Linked DNA regions of Rattus norvegicus: region 1 is linked to region 2. A link is a contact called in public Hi-C data. All regions are on one chromosome and are shown on one strand. The core of a region is the stretch at or near the end of the contact, and the rest is flanking DNA. Distances in the headings are between cores, read along the strand shown. Region 1 holds the start of Actrt3 (actin-related protein T3). Region 2 holds the start of Sec62 (SEC62 homolog, preprotein translocation factor).

Region 1 (5,898 bases), core at 2,442-4,941, 200 kb after region 2:
AGTGCTTCTGTAGATCGCACCAAAATACTCACTAAAGGAGGCAAGCACATTCCTATGCGCCTTGAACTGGAATTCTCCAATCACTATGGTACAGTCACAAAGAAATCCTGCTTCTCGTTGTTTATTCAGTCTCTCTAAAAGGTGCTCACAGTGGTGTGAATACTGCATTTTGGTATCAGAATGGTATTTTACCCTTGATCTAAAAGACAAAAAGAAACAGTGAATTGATAACCATAAGCTCTCATCAAACACTCACCCATGCAGAAGTAAGGGAGGGTGGAGAAGGGACAAAAGACTAAACGAAGAACACAGCTCCCACTTCGTCCCCAACGTCGTCCATAAGCCCCATAGAACACTCGTAGCGATTAAATGCTTTTCTTTGTTTTACAGCACTAGAACATTAATGCAATAAACGGCAGTGAACAAAACCTATGTCACCAGTTGTAAAGAGGGCGGTAAAATTCTAAGCCTTTAGAGTTGACCCCTCAAACTTTCAATCTCCAACAGACATCTTCACCTGAAGGTGCTTAAACAAATAAACTAAGAAATGACTCCTTGAAACAGAGGACAAGAACATGATACGAGTTGTTTTCATTGCTCTCCTATCGCTGAAACCTGTAGGCTGAGATGGTGAGGTTCCAAGCGCAAGGCAAGTACTTGCAAGGGGGCGGGAACGCCCGGACTAGACAAGTCAAAGGTTCCATCTCTCTGGAGGACACACCCCTTGCCCGCTGCAAGCCGGGCAGCAACGGAGGGTGACAGTCCCAGCCAGTCTTCCCCAGCCTCCGCTGCCCTGCCCTCCCAGCTCGCACTCCCGCGAGTTCCCACGGCACGGGCCATGACTATAGCCACCGCGGAGGTTGCCTCTCCCAGGACACCCTCCTTCGCCCCGAATCGCGCTCGATCTCCGAGGCACCAGGCCACATAAGACCCCGGGGTCCCAGAACGGAGGGACGACAGGCCAGGAGGAGGGCGGCACTCACCCGTATCCGCCCAAGGGAAACAGTTTCTTCACTCTCTCACCGCCATCTTGGGAGGACGTCACCGCGACGCTCCTCCTCTCCCTGCCTCCTCCGCCGTCGCGTCACGTCCGGATGTGTGGTCCATGGGGACACCGGAGATAGGACTCTAGGTGTCCACTAGGGCCGGCGAGCTGGGTCTCTGAGCCCTGACTTCCCGGCATGCCCAGGTCTCCGGATCACACCTCACTGCTGACTTACATCCTGCGCCAGACGCTCACTTGTCAGCCCACCGCTGTCGGCCCAGAATCTGGGCGGAGACCCGGCTCAAGTGCACAGCCGGCCTCTCCAGGAACCGCGCTGCGCGCTGCATGCTGGGAGTTGTAGTTCTTTTTCTCGCCTGTCATCCTGTCTTCATTAGCGCCCCTCCAGTGGAGATGACTGCGTTGTGCACCCTGGTTCTTGACCGTGGTGGGTGGGAGGGATATGCTTAAGTCGAGACCAATCACTCCTTCCTCTTTTGCATATCCGAAAGCTCTTGGGACCCCCAGAGTTCTGTTTGAGCCGGCACACCGAAACTCATCTTCCAGAATGCCCTTACCTGGTGACAGAGGCTGAGATGCAGGAAAGCAAAGCAAAGCAGCAGGGCACACTGGGCATGCGCAACGTGAGAGGAAGGTGGGCTTTCTACCGGAAAAGGTTTTCCTGCTTCTGACCCAGAATAATTTTAGCACAATTATTTACCTCGAAATCAGAGTTAGTGCAGTAAAGGGAGAAGAGCAAAGTTATCGCTGCGCTATACAAAAGCGTCAAAAAGTTTTGATGTGTTCGTGCAGATTCTTCCCTAGAACCTGCGGACGTCATAAATATTAAAAAGCACAACTGAAACGTTTGTTGTTAAAAGTCATATTTCTGGACTTAAAAATGTTGAAGCTACTTTTTATATTTCTGAGTATAAATTTCCTTTTAATTCCACCTTTTTGTCAAATTTTCGATAATGTGTTAATTCTGAAATATTTAGTGAACTTGACATATAAATTAAGAATAAAATTTACCACTACCCGAAGACTACGCATGGACAGACCCATGGCTCCAGCTGCATATGTAACAGAGGATGGCCTTGTTGGGCACCAATGGGAGGGGAAGCCCTTGGTCCTGCAAAGCTGGAGCCCCAGTGCAGGGGAATGTCTGAGCAGTGAGGCAGGAAGGGGTGCGTGGTTGGGTGGGGGACCACCCTCATAAAAGAAGTGGGAAGGGATGGGATAGGGAGCTAGCTTATGGACGGGAAACCGGAAAAGGGAATAATATTTGAAATGTAAATTTTAAAAATCCAGTAAAAAATAATAAAATAAAATAAAATAAAATAAAATAAAATTTAGCCTGGCATGGAAGGGAAAATGGAAACTCCAGAGGGAAAAACTGAACACAGAGATGCTCCAGAGCATAGAGCTAAGAGAAAATGAAAGGAAAGTCTTCTAGGATCAGCAGCAACCTACCTCATCAGTTCTTTTTGTTTGGTGTTTTCCTGTCTGTTATTGGTTATAAAAATCGTGTTTCCGCCCGGTTTCGAACCGGGGACCTTTCGCGTGTTAGGCGAACGTGATAACCACTACACTACGGAAACCTGGCTGCCTCCTCTTGCTGAAATAGTTCCTCTTATGTTCTCATGCATGCTTCACAAGTTTTAAAATTCATGCATTTTTCAACGAGGAAAGAAAGAAAGAAAGAAAAAAAAGTAAACTGAACAGAGCACAGTTAACTGACTGAACAGTGCTGAAACTATTTCAAAAGTTTGAACTTGTTCTCTCCCTCTCTCTCCGGCTGGAGAAGCCTCAGCACGCCAGAGACTGTGAAATGGAGCAGAACCGTGCTTCAGCCGTTTTCTGGTGGGAGGACGTATAAATTACCTTTCCCCATCCTGCTTCGAAATACCTGCCAAAGCTTCTAATTTGTGTACTTTTTAAAAACCCTAAGGGACGCGCGAAATCAGACACCAAGACGCTCATTTTTGCCACGCAATGAATGTACTTTTTTTTTTTTTTTTTTTTAGCTGAACTTCATAATGATCTAAGACATTTATATTCCTTACCAAGTGGCAGTTCCTATTCCTAATACAATCAACCCCAGGAAATGAACGTTATCTTCATAGGATCTAGAGATATAATCCGAAAACGATGAAATGGGGGGGGGGGGGAGTAAAGAAGGAAAGAAGGGAGGAAAGTAAGGAAGGAGGAAATGAGGGGGAAAAATAAAGGAAGAAAAGAAGGGAGGCAGGGAGGAATAAAGGAAAGAGAAAGGAGAAAGGACAAGGAGGAAGGAGGGGAGCCAAGCATCCCAGAACTCAGAGTCTGAAGAGGGGAATTCGAGGCTAGCCTGTGCTAAGATGCGGAACACCATCTTATGTTCATTTGTAGAAACCACAGGAAAGATATAACATTGTTTACTATGCAGAACATAAACTCGTTTCACACCCCAGCCTCTGCTGAAGTTGATCCTTACAGAAGCCAGGCAGAACCTTCCTACAACAATATTCCCAAGCCTTTCCTGGGTTTCAGGGTCCTTCCTCCTGTTTCCCACTCCTGTTAACCAGAGATCAAGGACTTGGGAGAATCTCAACCCACGGAAGCGGTCTCAGGAGGCACCGCGCGTCACGCGGGCCAGCAGATGGCGCGGTCCTCTGTGACGCGGGGCACCTGTCCCCAGCACAGCCAGCGAAGGAGCGGTCCGGAGGCGCAGATGCAGCAGCACCGGCAGCATGAGCAGCTACCAGCCACCAGTGGTGATCGACAACGGCTCGGGAATGATCAAGGCGGGCCTGGCTGGGGCCCGGGAGCCCCAGTTCGTCTACCCGAATATTCTGGGCCGGACCAAGAACCACAGCCCTGCGGCTGACAGCAAGCAGGAGCTGCGTGTGGGTGATCAAGCGCAGGAGCGCAGGAGCTTCCTGTCCATCAGGTACTGCAGGACGCTAAAGTCTGGGTCTGTGTGGAAGTGGGTGGAGAGCCCACAGCTAAAGCCTCCGGGAAAGGACCAGGAAAGGAACCCCAAGGCCTCAGCCAGCCACCCGTTACACAAACTTCTGTTCTCTGTGCACAAATATATTCAAACACACAGTGGCCATTCGTGTTAGACGTGCCTGCATAAGAACGTGACTTGATGTATGGCATTTGTCGTGTGGTGAGGTCCCTTTAACCATTTACTATACTTGAATAACGTAGGAAGTTTCCAACTTTTTGAAGTCACATTCTCCAAGGAGGAGAAAAATGGCAAAGCAAAATGACTGCAGAGAAAAGTAGTCGTGCTATTTACTGGAAGTTACCATGATAAATACTCTCCCTTTAGATGAAAAAGAGCAGAAAGGGAACGTGTTAATGGCTTCTGTCTAGGAATGGTACCCTGCACCTTTAATAAGGCAAAGACAGGGGAGTCTGTGAGTTCCAGGCCAAGTTGGTTTGCATACTGAGCCTATCTGTCTATTTATTTGATAGGATTTCTCTGCGTAGCCCTGGCTGTCCTAGAACTCATTCTGTAGACCAGACTGGTCTCAAACTCAGAGATCTGCCTGCCTCTGCCTCTTGAGTGCTGGAGGCAAGTGTCATGGGTTCTAAGGCAGCGAGGACAGCGTAGAGAGACTCTGTCTCAAAACAAGAACTATAATAATAATAATAATAATAATAATAATAATAATAATAATAACAACAACAACAACAACACAATACTTTTAAAGCCAAATCTAAAAACCACCACTAACAACAACCATAAAAACACAAGACATATATTTTTTTTTGTTCCCCCTCCAGCTATCCAGTGGAACGGGGTCTCATTTCTTCCTGGGGAGACATGGAGATCATGTGGAAACATATCTATGACTACAACCTGAACCTGAACCCCAGCGATGGCCCGGTCTTGGTTACAGAACCGGCTCTCAACCCATTGGCAGACCGGCAGCACATCTCCGAAGTGTTTTTTGAAAATCTGGGAGTCCCTGCCTTCTATATGTCTGTCCAGGCTGTGTTGGCTCTGTTTGCTGCTGGTTTTACCACTGGCCTTGTGCTGAACTCAGGTGCTGGGATTACTCAGTGTGTGCCCATCTTTGAGGGTTACTGCCTATCACATGGTGTAAAACAGCTAAACGTGGCAGGAATTGACCTCACCAACTACCTCATGATGTTGCTGAAGGATGATGGTATCATGCTGCTTAGAACTGGGGACAGAAAAACTGTCACAGACATTAAGGAGAATGCTTGCTATGTGGCAATGAACTATGATGAGGAAATGGTCAAGGAATCTAACGTAGAGAAAATGTACACCCTCCCTGACGGGAAGACTGTAAAACTCCGTAAGCAGGTATTCCGCTGCCCGGAGGCCCTCTTCTCTCCGTATCTTGTGAATGTGGATGCTCCTGGCATCGACAGGATATGCTTCAGCAGTATAATGAAGTGTGATGCAGATCTCAGGAACTCCTTCTTCTCCAACATCATCCTTTCCGGAGGATCGACCTCTTTTCCTGGTTTAGATAAGCGACTCATTAAGGATGTGGCAAAGTTGGCACCTGCCAATACCACCGTGCAGGTTGTAGCTCCTCCTGAAAGGAAAATTTCGGTGTGGATGGGGGGATCTATTCTTGCATCCTTGTCTGCCTTCCAAGACATGTGGATCACGGCTGCAGAATTCGAAGAAGTGGGACCCAACATTGTACACCAGAGGTGCTTCTGAAATGTATGCAGAATGAATGACGAGTAAAATTGCTTTGGATGTACATAACAAAATGCTTTGGGTATTCTTATTTGGGGAGGATGAAAAGAAGTTCTGTAATTGGGGTGGCCACTTTCTCTTTAAAAATGTTTTTGGTAGTTCTGGGAGTTGACCCTAGAGTCTCATGAATGCTAAGTGCTCTACCAGGGAACTATATTCCCAGTTTTCTCCCCCTCCTCCTCCT
Region 2 (5,942 bases), core at 860-3,359:
ACACCAACCAAACAACAAATCTTGCTTATTAATTGGTGGAACTGGAGTACAAACAAGCATAAGATAACTTGGACACTACCGTTACAGTACCATAAAGCCTCTTTACCTACCTTTCTGTTTAACATAAGCTCACAACTGAAATATGAGCGATTTGAAAAGTACAGTATATTCCTTTGTGACAATATTGAAGAACAGATAAAACTGTAAGAGAATGTGTACTAAAGAGCAAAGCAGTACAAATTTGGCCAATGGCAAACCAAACTAGTACAGGAGGCACAAATTTAACAACTTCAATACACATTGTAATAAAATAATTATCCATGTTGAACTATAGTACTAAATTTCAAAAGCCTAGGAATAGCATAATTAGAAATGTCTATTGTCTTGGCACTCTGGTTTGAAAACCTATGTGAACTTGGACTCTTCTGTAACCTGTTCAAAATTATTTTGTCATGCCTGCCAATTTCCACACTTACTCAACACTGGTATCTTTCCCACAGTATAGTTTTCAACTGTAACTTACATAGTTCAAAAGGCCTACAAGGCCAAGAAGTGGATAAGCCTTTTAAAAATGGATATAAAACGAAAACAGAAAAAGTCATCCTAAGTGGGGAACAGAAAGACAAGAATGAGTGTAACAACTTGCGACTGACATATTAACAACTTAGTAGGTGCCATCAACTTATGCCTTTGGTTTCTGGGTGAGCTCTTGAGGCACTCACATCAATGTTTAAGGTGCATCGAACAATAGACACACAACTGGGAGAAGAAAACTGCGGGGAAGAGATGCTCAGGTGACATTAATAGGGGATGAGGAAGGCATATTATGTAGGGCGTGAGGTTGACAAGCTGGCATGTGAAAGGTTTCTGGGTGCCACCAGCCCATTGCAGCACCGACCAGGCAGGGTTTGTTTACATCGTATCGCCTGGAAGAAGGCCGGCAAGCTTCAAGCCGACTATTCGGTTAAAAGAACCAGTGAGAGGGGGAAAGGAGGGCAGACGCCGCTTAACATCTGGAAGGAGCCCTCGGGCCGGGCCCGGGTCAGCGGAGCGTCCGTCTGGAAGCACAAAGAACCGGCGGCGGTGCCTCAGGTCAGCCCTCCTTCCACCCCAGTTACCGTGGCATTAATATCCGGAGCGCCAGGGGCACGGAGGAGGGAGGGAAGGCCGGCGCCCGGCGTCCGCGCTCCGGAGGAGACTGGCTCCCCGCGCAGGCCCGGGCCCTCCGCCGCAGGAACGCGGGGCCGGACGCGGGATTCGAGCGCCGCGCCTCCTTCCTTCCTTCCCCCGCTGCTCCACAGACCCCTCGGCCGAGCGGCCGCTAGCACCGCCCCGACACGGGCCCGTCACGGCGCCGCGACCCTGCGGCAACAGCCTCCGGGCACCGGGTCGCTTGGGATGTCTCCCCTTGTCCCTCCTTGTCCCAGCGCGCCCGAGCCCCCCGCGGCCCCCGACCTGGATCCGCTTCTTGTGTCGCCTGCGTTCCGCCATGTTGGCCGCTCCGCCCGGTTCCTTCTGACGTGGAGCGAGCAGGGGAGGGGGGGCGGTGGAAGTCTCGCGAGAGTGCGGCGGCTCGCGGCCCGTTATGTAACCCGCCGCGGGCTGTGGGCTGGGGGCAGCCGAGGGCCGGGCTCTGTGGTCTTCGTTCCTGTCCCTGGGGTGGCGGGCGGTGGAGGCTGGGCCCGGGAGGTCGGCGCGAAGTGAGTCAGAGCGCTGGAGGCCGGCAAGAGGCTTCGGCTCTCAAGCCTGACTGAACGTCGGAGTCACCTGGCTGGCGTGTAAATACAGATCCCCGGGCCCCACCCCTCGGAGTCACCGACGCCGGTGAGGCCTTTGCTGAGGAAAGGACCTGGACCACCGGGACCCAAAGCGTCACCTATGCCGCTTCCTGCCCCAACAAGCTCCGTGGCACCCCACTTCAGTCCCATGAAGTTCCCTTTAAAAGATGGAAAGCGACTCCTTTAAGGAGCATAGGGAGTTACACAGCTTGTTCCCAAAGGCTTGGAATGCCCACTCATCACGTGACTCTTCATAACCCATCCTTAGAATTCAGAAGTCGAGAAGAGCCCCGGGAAGTTAGTAAGATGGAAAGGAGCAAGACTAGTTGGGATGCAGTGGACTGCAGGTCACTTCTAGTCTTGCTAGATGACTGCTGTTTTAGAACCTTCTAGACCAAAGACATGAGTTGTTAAGTGCTTAGATACACGCTCTGATGACATTGTAGCTGTGGAAAGTTGGGAAACTACAGAAAAGATAGAACTAATAAAGTTTAATTCTACCCCTCAAGTCAGTTAATCATTTTAAGTTTCTTTCGTCCTTTACACACTTTGTGTGTACATGTTGAATTTGTACGTCTTCTCTGTTCCTAAACATGGAATTTGGTAGCCTGCTTTGTCTCACTTTTGCATTGCAAACTTAATTTCAAAATCTTTAAAGTTTCTATTTCATATATCTGACGTACAAATGTGTAATTGAGGCAAAGTACTGTAGTTTGATGGCTGATCTTTTATAAAGTAAGGTAGCTGAAGGTGGGTGGTTTTTGTTTATGACTATGCTATTCTATTCTCTCTCTCTCTCTCTCTCTTTTTTTTTTCCGGAGCTGGGGACTGAACCCAGGGCCTTGCGCTTGCTAGGCAAGTGCTCTACCACTGAGCCAAATCCCAAACCCCGCAATTCTATTCTCAAGGGAGCAATTTCTTTTCCTTCCCTCTGTGATGTCAGGAAGCAGGGGAGAACTGATAATTCTTACCTATTAACCCAAAACTTGGAATATACAATATCTTTTGTTTTCTCTAGTACTGCTTATCCAAATGATTGTCAGAACCTGGCATAGGACAAGCTAATAACTAACATGATCTTCCTGAGATGGTTTGCCCCAGATTAACATAGTCCATGGCAGGCTTGCATCCATAGGCAAGGCCCAGGAGAAAATCATTTTAGGAAAGATTTCCTAATAATATGCTTCTCCTGTTATTATTAAACATATATAATACTCACTAGGTATTAGCCCACCCTTTTGAGCAGATCTCTGACAAATCTGTACTGTCTTGTAGGGATGCTATATAGACATATAGAAGACTTAATTTCTAATGATCATCCTATAAGAATTCCTAAAACTATATCAGCATTTATTAAGCTGTCAAAAAGGCAGTAAGGGTTCTGCCAGTCTCTGTCACCAGTTAATTGCTTCTACTACTCAAGAGTACATTCCAAAAGGTTGTAAAACCAAAGATCATAGAAAGGGAACTGTGACTTATAGGTGCTAAGACAGAGGATAAAGTGTTGACTGGGTTTATCTATACAAAACTTCACTAACAGCTTAGTTATGGTTTTTAGCTCTCAATGAACTTGTGGAGTTGTGACAGGTGGTCAATGAGCCAGCTATTTACTCCTAATGGATATGTATGTAAACATTCTCTATTATGAACTTCTATTTCAATTTGTGATATGAATTTATGTGTAAACTTGTAATAAACTTTTCACCATGTGATCATGTATTCTGAAAGATAAATAAGTGCTGCGGACAAAGAAAAGAGACAGAACACTTTTTGGTCAGACCCGAACAGAACTTTTTAGAACAAAATGGGGATAATTTTTTAGTCGGGACATAAGAGAAATTTTTAGACAGAACTAAACTCAAGAAGAACTTAGAAGTAAAGGCGTAGCATTGGGAGAAAAGGCATTGAGAGTAAGAGCATTACTGTGACATCAGAGCAGGAGGGAAGAGCAAGATTAGAAGGAGAATGTAGAGTGGAATAACTTAGAAACTATAAGGTAACATAAAAACCTAAGAGAGCAATGTGCGGAATGCAGAAGGAAAGAGGAAAAAAGAAGCAGCAGAGAACAGAAGGAGCAGGCAGACTTCTCCTTACCGTGGGACAGAACAGGTCATTTCTTAAAAACAAATCAGTCTTAGTCTTATTAAAAGGAAGAAAGCTTTTTTCTTACAAACTTGGGTTTAATTTATTTAGCATTAAAAGGGTAGAAGCTATTTCTCTATGCAATAAAGATTGGAGCCCATTTTTCATCCTGAATGAGTGAGTTCTTTCTGCACTAGCAATTGGTCCAAATGCGTATGTAAGTGTGTGTGTGTGTGTGTATGTATGTGTGTGTGTGTGTGTGTGTGTGTGTGTGAGAGAGAGAGAGAGAGAGAGAGAGAGAGAGAGAGAGAGAGAGAGAATATGTACTTATGGGAATGCACGCAAGCTGGATCCAACTGGCTTTAATGGAAATGTATAAATGCATGTGTGAATCTGTATATGAATTTATGTGAGTTTATGCGTATTTGCTTATGTAAAAGTTTTTCCTTCTGTCATGGAGATTCTCTTCTCCTGGTCCAATAGAAGTTTATTGCTCCAAACTTCACCCTAGCCTGACAAGCAAGAGGCATCTGGACAAGAGGGGAGAGGCTCTAGCAATTAATCCTTCACTTAATTTCCTGCTGTTTTAGGATGAGATGCTAAATGCCAGAGATTGCAGTTTATGTTCAGAGGAACACAGAAGGCAGGCCAGCTACAGTAGCAAAGTAATTAGACTTGATAAGTAAGTCAGCTACAGTAGCATAGTAACTTAAGTCAACTTTTTATTATTATACAGCAACCCTAAATATCTCCTAAGACAAAGTCTTACCCTCCACTGATGCTCTTCCCCCTCTGCTGCCTCAAGGAAAACCAATTAGAAAGAAGACTCTTCTGGGGCTGGTCCCTGGCAAATGATGATTCCATTCTGTACTTCTTCATTTGGAAGACATGAGACTATTTTTTGTTGTTTTTTATTTATTTTGTCATTGGTGGTGGTGGTTTTGTTTTATTTTGTTTGTTTATTTTTTGAGACAGTATTTCTCTGTGCAGACCAGGCTGGCCTTGAACTCACAGAGATCTGCCTGCCTTTCTGCTCCCAAGGGCTAGAGTTAAAGACATGCACCAACACCTGGGGGACACTGAACTATTTTTATAGGACAGTTGATCTATAAATGAAAACACTATTGCATTTAGTGGTTAGTGATTGATGGAGTGCTTACTAAACTTAAAAGGTTAGGTTAGCCCAGTAAATGGCAAGGAATGAAAATTCCTTTGTGGCTCTAGAGGAATAGATCCATTAGCATTTATCAAGGGTGAATTTATTACACTAGGTTTCTTAATAGCATCTGGGTTGCCCAACAACGGCTGTGTCCCACTGGAGAGGATGAGAACCCTCGTAGTTGCTCTGTCCATGAGGTTGGGTAGCTAAGTACTGCAGTCTGGTACTGGAGACCTGTAGGAATCCTAGAGGTGTTGGTGTTTGGTACATGTTGGAACCTGGAAGAATCTGTACCCTGATAGCATTGAAGGAATGCTGCAGCAGAAGCAGCAATAGAGTGAATGAACTTTGCCGTGGTAGTAACAGAAAGCAGGCAAGAACAAAAGCTTCCTTCTACCTCGTTCTGTAAGGGTTGTCACAGAATGTTACCACTGACACTTAGGATGGATCCTCTTATTTCAGATAACCTGATGAAGACAATCCCATGCTTTTTAGTTGATTTTAGATTCAACCAAGTAGAATACCAAGATTAATCATCATGAGCTCCCTCTCAAACTACAGGTTATTACCTTCAGATGAGATTTAATGACTTAATTTACCATCTCGTGTTCTTCTTGCCTTTCCTCCGGACAACATTTTGGTTTCCTTTCTCTTTCCTGTCCATATTTCACTTCCAAAGCCTGGTGTCTTTGTTCAGCTGACATCATCTTTAGTATTGGACAATATCAATTATCCACATCATCTCCATGTTGGCCTTTATGGTCCTTTATTTTATGTCTTTATTCCATCCTCCCTCTTCTTTATCACCAAATTCTTGTTCAAAGACTTCTGTAGCCAACACTATAGTGTCTTTGAAAAGTGGTACTTATATTTCAGTTGTAAAAATTAATTTTTAAAAAGCATTTAAAAGGTCAATTTAGATG

The links. A called contact is a pair of places that touch in the nucleus more often than the background predicts.
Region 1: a contact with region 2 is called in a Hi-C map of liver, with 3 times the contacts expected there. The contact joins the promoter of Actrt3 here to the promoter of Sec62 in region 2. A contact is called at or near these places in 2 of 12 Hi-C or Micro-C datasets (both in liver) and 1 of 1 datasets of contacts at active chromatin or transcription factors (oligodendrocytes).

The regions. Positions count from the first base shown.
Region 1 is chr2:114,723,843-114,729,740 of GRCr8, forward strand. It overlaps Actrt3 (actin-related protein T3), which reads left to right and starts at 3,692. Exons shown (of 2, transcript NM_001108942.2): 1 at 3,692-3,914; 2 at 4,760-5,719. The coding sequence starts at 3,715. The coding sequence ends at 5,675. It overlaps Trnav-aac1 (transfer RNA valine (anticodon AAC) 1), which reads right to left and starts at 2,583; the gene lies at 2,511-2,583. It overlaps Mynn (myoneurin), which reads right to left and starts at 1,610. Exons shown (of 8, transcript NM_001399702.1): 1 at 984-1,610; 2 at 1-199. The coding sequence starts at 168.
Region 2 is chr2:114,524,596-114,530,537 of GRCr8, forward strand. It overlaps Sec62 (SEC62 homolog, preprotein translocation factor), which reads right to left and starts at 2,110. Exons shown (of 8, transcript NM_001393776.1): 1 at 1,456-2,110. The coding sequence starts at 1,491.